Regions from separate parts of the Sus scrofa genome. Here region 1 is linked to region 2. A link is a contact called in public HiChIP or PLAC-seq data. All regions are on one chromosome and are shown on one strand. Each heading gives the region's core, a stretch centred on a gene start, on an enhancer-like site or on the middle of the called end of the contact. The rest is flanking DNA. Distances are from core to core; before and after follow the strand shown.

Region 1 (2,712 bases), core at 104-2,603, 180 kb after region 2:
GCTCCAGCCCAAGGCTTCCTTCCTCCCCTCTTCTCTCCTGCATCTCCTTCTCCGACCCCATCCTTCTCACCCTCCATCCTTCCCCCTGTGAGAGGCCCGTTCCTTCGGGAGGTGAGTGTGTAGGCTGACGGCGTCCCGGGTGTCACCGTCCCTTCCAGCTCTAGGACAGAAGAGAGGGCGGCTGCTCTTCAAGTTACCGAGTTAGTAGACCAGCCGCCCCCCCGGCCCCCGCCCCGAGAAGTCTTAGTGGCCCATGATCCCAATGGGGCCCTTTCGTTCCTATTAATTCTGTAGTGTGGTTTCCCCTAGAATTAAAAATGTCATAATAGGATGGGGGGAGCTTTGACCAGAGCAAGGGACTGTGGATTTGAGGCATTTTTCCCCTTTTAGAAGTGGCCTTGGGAGTTCCCTTTGTGGCTCAGCAGTTAATGAATCTGACTAGGAACCATGAGGATGCAGGTTTGATCCCTGGCCTCGCTCAGTGGGTTAAGGATCTGGCGTTGCCGTGAGCTGTGGTGCAGGTTGCAGATGCAGCTCGGATCTGTGTGGCTGTGGCGTAGGCCGGCGGCTGTAGCTCCGATTTGACCGCTGGCCTGGGAACCTCCATATGCCTTGGGTGCGGCCCTAAAAAGCAAAAATACATACATACATATATACATACATACGAACGCACATACATACATATGTACGTACACACACACAAGTGGCCTTGGACCCAGTTGCAGGGACTGTTCCCAAGCTTTAGTGCTGGGTGATGATACGTGAGAATCGCGTGGTGTGCTCCTTGCCCTGTCATCCAATATTCGCTGCTAATAACCAGGATTCCTATTGAAGGGATGGGTTTTTCAGGAAAAGCAGAGGGAATTGAAGGGTCAAAATTCCAGAGGCTGACTCTGAATAAGGTCCTGGCAGAGGGAGTGCGGGAGAGCCCGAATTAAAAGATCGATGTCCCAGAGCAGCGCGTGACCTGACCTTGAGGATAAGCCTTTGTTTCAAGTCGCACTTGATTTGAAAACAGTTTTCTCCCTAAGAATATTACAGTAGCTAGTTCTGAAACTGACAGGTAATGTCGTCTCTCAGATTAGGTCATATGTTTGTACTCCTGGATTAATCGACAATGTTAAGATTTCCACGTTGCCTAGTACGGCCCCTGTCCCACCCCCCAAAGAAGCTGGAATGTCGGGGTGATGACGGTGGAATAAGGTTTGGCTGGGATGAGGTCATAAGTCTCCGTTAGTTCTCCTTCTGGAAGGTTCCCAAAGTCGAAAAGGCGGCTTTTGGCTCCTGCTGGATCTGACTGCGTGTTTCGTGTGCTCTCATAACAGGTCATTCGGTGCCTCTGCTTCACATACAGTGCCTGTCAGATGTAGCCTGCCCTTTGGCCTAGTTTTGGTCACATGTGCAAGTGCCGTCTGCCCTTTGTAAACAGGGCGCTAAATCCAGACCAGGGGTGTGAAATGCAGCTGCTGCCACGCACAGCCTCACACACCCCATGTTCATCGGGTACCAACAGCGGAGAGGGGAGGCCTCGTGGGCAGAGTGCCTTCCCAAGCCAGACAGGGGAACCCATGCCAAGCAGCAGCCCCAGGCCTCTTTGTGCATCTGGGAGCTGCTGAGCGGAATGTAGGAAAAACGTTCCAAGACTTAAGGCCTTCTCCAGAGGCACCATCAGAGATTTACTGCCATGAAAGTGGAAAATTATGAGAAAAACATGATGAGGTTTCCATTTGCCAGGCCCTTGGCATTCCACAGCCTTTTACAGATGCAGCATTGCCGGGTGTTCATTATAGCATCGAATTTGCAGAGAAAAGGAGCTTCCAGTTAGGCCGTGGACGACACCTAATCAACGAGCAGACAGAACAAGCTTTTCCACGGACCAGTCAATTCTCCACAATATCTAAGTGGTCTCTCTAAACATCCATGCTGGGTGATTACCTTCATAGAAAGTTCAGAAACTTGCAAAACTAACTTATGGTGTTAGAGGTCAGGTCACTGGTTACGCTTGGGTGGAGGAGGAGTAAGAAATAGGAGAGGCCAGAGGCGTTTTCTGTTAAGTTTCTGGGGGGTTTCACCTGAGTGCTGTGTCCTCAGAACACATTTTGTGAAAATGAAAACTCACTTGCCATGCACCCATGTCATCTATGTACTTGGTCATCATATATGTATTTTCCTTTGATAAAAAATTGACATTTAAAATTATGGCACAAGAGCATAAGGAAAAAATTCTTTCCTAAATCCAGCTCGCATTGATAATAAATTCAGACAAGCGGAAGAGAAAAGAAGCTGCAAGTCTAAGTAGCTGTTTCCTGTGGCACAGGAGGTGGGAACCCTCTGGGGTGTATGGCTTCTTATGACTCTTTCTATTAAGTTTTGGCCTGTCTGTTGAGGGTCCCAGGTTGGTTTTTTGGCTTGTTTTTGTTTTGACAGACTGATAATAAGCATATCAATTATGTTTTTTGATCTCAATAGAATGCTTGAATAAATGTTTGTATTGCATCTTAGTGAATAATCTTAAAAATTCATAAAAAAAAAAATTCATGTAAATATGCTGGCTGGGGTCAGTCCAAGAAGAAGATATAATAGTTGTAAATATATATGCCCCCAATAGAGAAGCACCTAAATATATAAGGCAAATGTTAACCCACATAATAATAATACAATAATAGTAGGGGACTTTAATACCCCACTTATATCAGTGAGCACATCATCCAG
Region 2 (2,700 bases), core at 84-2,583:
AAAAGGCAAGTTCTAATTAAGAATTTTGGAAAGTTCCGTATCTTTCAGGGAACAGAACCCCAGCTCCAACTCCCTGTGCCTTTTGGAACAGCCACGTCCATTGCAACGTTCCGTAATTGGTTTTTTATTAAAATGAGAGGCTGCCATATAAATTTTAGCAACGAGGCTAAATAGGCATTAACAGGCCGTGGGATCCAACCACAATTTGTAACATCGTTCCTTTGGGAAAATAGATTCTAAGTGCCCTAACTAACTTACAAATAGACTTTTGAATCATAGTCCATTTGAGAATAAGGAACTGTTTGTGATAGTAATACCTCCGATTGGCTTGCTCCAGAACGGCACAGAAGGGACCTATATTCTGCCACACATGTGTGGTGAGCTGAGCTAGTCTGGGTTTGATCAAAGATTATTGCTGAGTGGGCACTGAAAGCCTAGGAATAAAAACCGAAGCGGAGGCTGGGGACAAGTCAGGGGGGGACGGATGGTTCTGGAGGGTCTAGTTGTCATGGAGAAGTTTTCATCCCAGGGGCACAGGTGGGATGCCAAGCAGGTGCAGTGAAAGATGGAGGAGATGGTTCAGGTGAGGGGGGGTGGTTAGGCGTCCAGGACCTCGAAGGCACAAAGACCAGGATTCATGGGGCGGGAGAGTCCAGAACAGGTCACTTTAAAGGAAAACGGCGTGTAAGCTGTTCCGGGAAGGCTGGACAGCTCACCGGGGGTCACACCGATGCCTGCAGGAGCCAGAAATAATCTCTTCAAGATAGTACCGTGAAGGTTTGGCGTAGACACATGGATGTATTCGTGGAGTCAGCACATTTATTCCGCACCTGCTCCGGGCTCGCACGATCAGAGGCTGGCAAGAGGAGCGTCTGCCTTCATCGAATTTCCAGTTGAGTGTAATTCCAGCCAAATACAGCTCTGAGCCAGAGCAGGCCGGGGTATGATGTGGTGATGTCTGTGATCTGCCTGTAAGGAGGATATTAGGTTTTCATGATTTCATCTCTGTTTGCGTGGGTTGGTATTGGCCACCCGGATTGTATTAGACGACTTAGGGGGCAGGCAGCTTCGAGCAGAGTAGGAACTCCCGGAACCACGTCTGGTCTGGCTGATTGTGATAGGTTTGACTCAACTGCTTAATTGAACCCTTTGTATGTATGAGAAACCGTGTATTTGTTTATGTGCCGAGCAAATGCCGAGGCTGAGAAATGCCCAGGGTTGGAGAAACCGCCCAGGCCATGGAATATAAATCTGGGATTTCTTTGACTGGCGTTGTGTGCTTTAGGGACGGCAGGTGCCGCGTGGCCGCCGTGTTCCCACAGGGTGCCGTTCAGCACAGTCGATGGGTCATTTCTCCCATGGGCAGCACCTTGCCCTGCTCACCACCTCTCTGTGTATTCAAGGCCAGGTCTGCCGTGTTGCATGTTCTGCCACTGCAGTTACCACAGGGCGTAGAAGGCTCGTTCCAGACAGTAAACATGATAGGTGGTGGCATATGCGGGAACTGTGGGTCCCCATGGTGCTGTGGCTGCAGACACGCCATTTGTCTCCGTGCCCGCTATGCCTAGAAGAACGCGCCATCACCAGTGAGCTCGTCGGCTCAGGCTGCTGTAGCAAAAGAGCCATCGACTGTGTGGCGTAAACCACAGGAATGTACTCCTGGTCAGGAAGCCTAGAAGCCCAGGATGGAGATGCTGGCCGATCCAGGGTCTAATGACGGCACTCTTGCTGGTTTGTTCCTGCTGTGTCCTCGTGTGGCCAGAGGGCAGATTAGGGTTGAGGGGGGAGGGAAGAAGGGAGAAAAAGCTCTCCAGTCTCTTCCTGTACCTCCTACAACGGCACTCATCTTGTTGCAAGGGCTCCACCCTTGTGACCTAATGACCCCCAGAGGCCCCATCTCCGGAGTCCTTGGGGATTGGGGTTTTGACATGTGACGTTGGAGGGACATGAGCATTCAGTCCGTAGCACCTTTTTTGGTCCACCTTGAAATTGTTTCAGCTTAGTATCACCCACGTTCCCAGGCCCCGCGGGCTGTATGCCGTGGGAAAGGCTTGCAGGAAGCACAGCCACGCGAGCTACCCTGTCCCCCCAGGAGCTGTTAGAGCTCCAGCTCCCTTTCAGGTCCTCCTTACATGTTTGTTGAGGGGGAGGCGAGGTGGAGATTGCATGTGTCTTGATGTAAGAGATTTGTCCACGGGTCCCGGCCTGGGTTCTCATCTGGTCTAAGACTCCCTGTCTTGACCAGGGAGGTTCTTTTGCTGCTCAGATTTGCACAGCCAATAATGAAGATTTGTCCGATGGCCAAAGAATGGAGAAGAGGGAGCTTCGTTGGCACATCAACTTCTCAACCCAGTTGGGGCGGGGACACCGTCTTTATCGGTGGTTGGGAGTAAAAGGGAGGGATTTGGGAAGAGTGGGAGGAATGTTTGTGACTTATCTGGGCGCAGGGCTGAGCTTGTCACCAGAACCGATGCAGCTGCCCTTTCTAGTCCTTGTGTGGGCTCGGCTGGCTGTTGTCATGGCAGTTGTCAGCTGTCAGGGTGCTGGTGGGCGTGTCATTTAGTATGCTGATGTCTTACAGCGAGCAAATAAGAGGCTCCAAGGCTAGTGAAACCTATTCCACCATTTCGACTTAAAAAAAAAAAAAAAGTGCAACCTAAAAGTTGAGAAATATTTTATTTGGTGGACTTTCTGAGGACT

What was found. HiChIP or PLAC-seq counts read pairs in DNA pulled down with a chosen protein or histone mark.
Region 1: a contact with region 2 is called in an H3K27ac HiChIP or PLAC-seq map of skeletal muscle. The contact joins two enhancer-like sites. A contact is called at or near these places in 1 of 47 Hi-C or Micro-C datasets (fetal skeletal muscle) and 1 of 2 datasets of contacts at active chromatin or transcription factors (skeletal muscle).

The regions. Positions count from the first base shown.
Region 1 is chr11:3,686,733-3,689,444 of Sscrofa11.1, forward strand. The region is part of intron 33 of LOC100523747 (phospholipid-transporting ATPase IB); the gene reads left to right. Among named protein-coding and RNA genes, the nearest start is that of SHISA2, 120 kb to the right of the region's middle. Within about 2 kb of position 1,354, at least 3 of the 83 cell types and tissues checked have an H3K27ac peak or open chromatin away from gene starts, as enhancers often do. A contact at or near this core is called in fetal skeletal muscle and skeletal muscle, where this site is marked.
Region 2 is chr11:3,507,493-3,510,192 of Sscrofa11.1, forward strand. The region is part of intron 24 of LOC100523747 (phospholipid-transporting ATPase IB); the gene reads left to right. Among named protein-coding and RNA genes, the nearest start is that of NUP58, 280 kb to the left of the region's middle. Within about 2 kb of position 1,334, at least 3 of the 83 cell types and tissues checked have an H3K27ac peak or open chromatin away from gene starts, as enhancers often do. A contact at or near this core is called in fetal skeletal muscle and skeletal muscle, where this site is marked.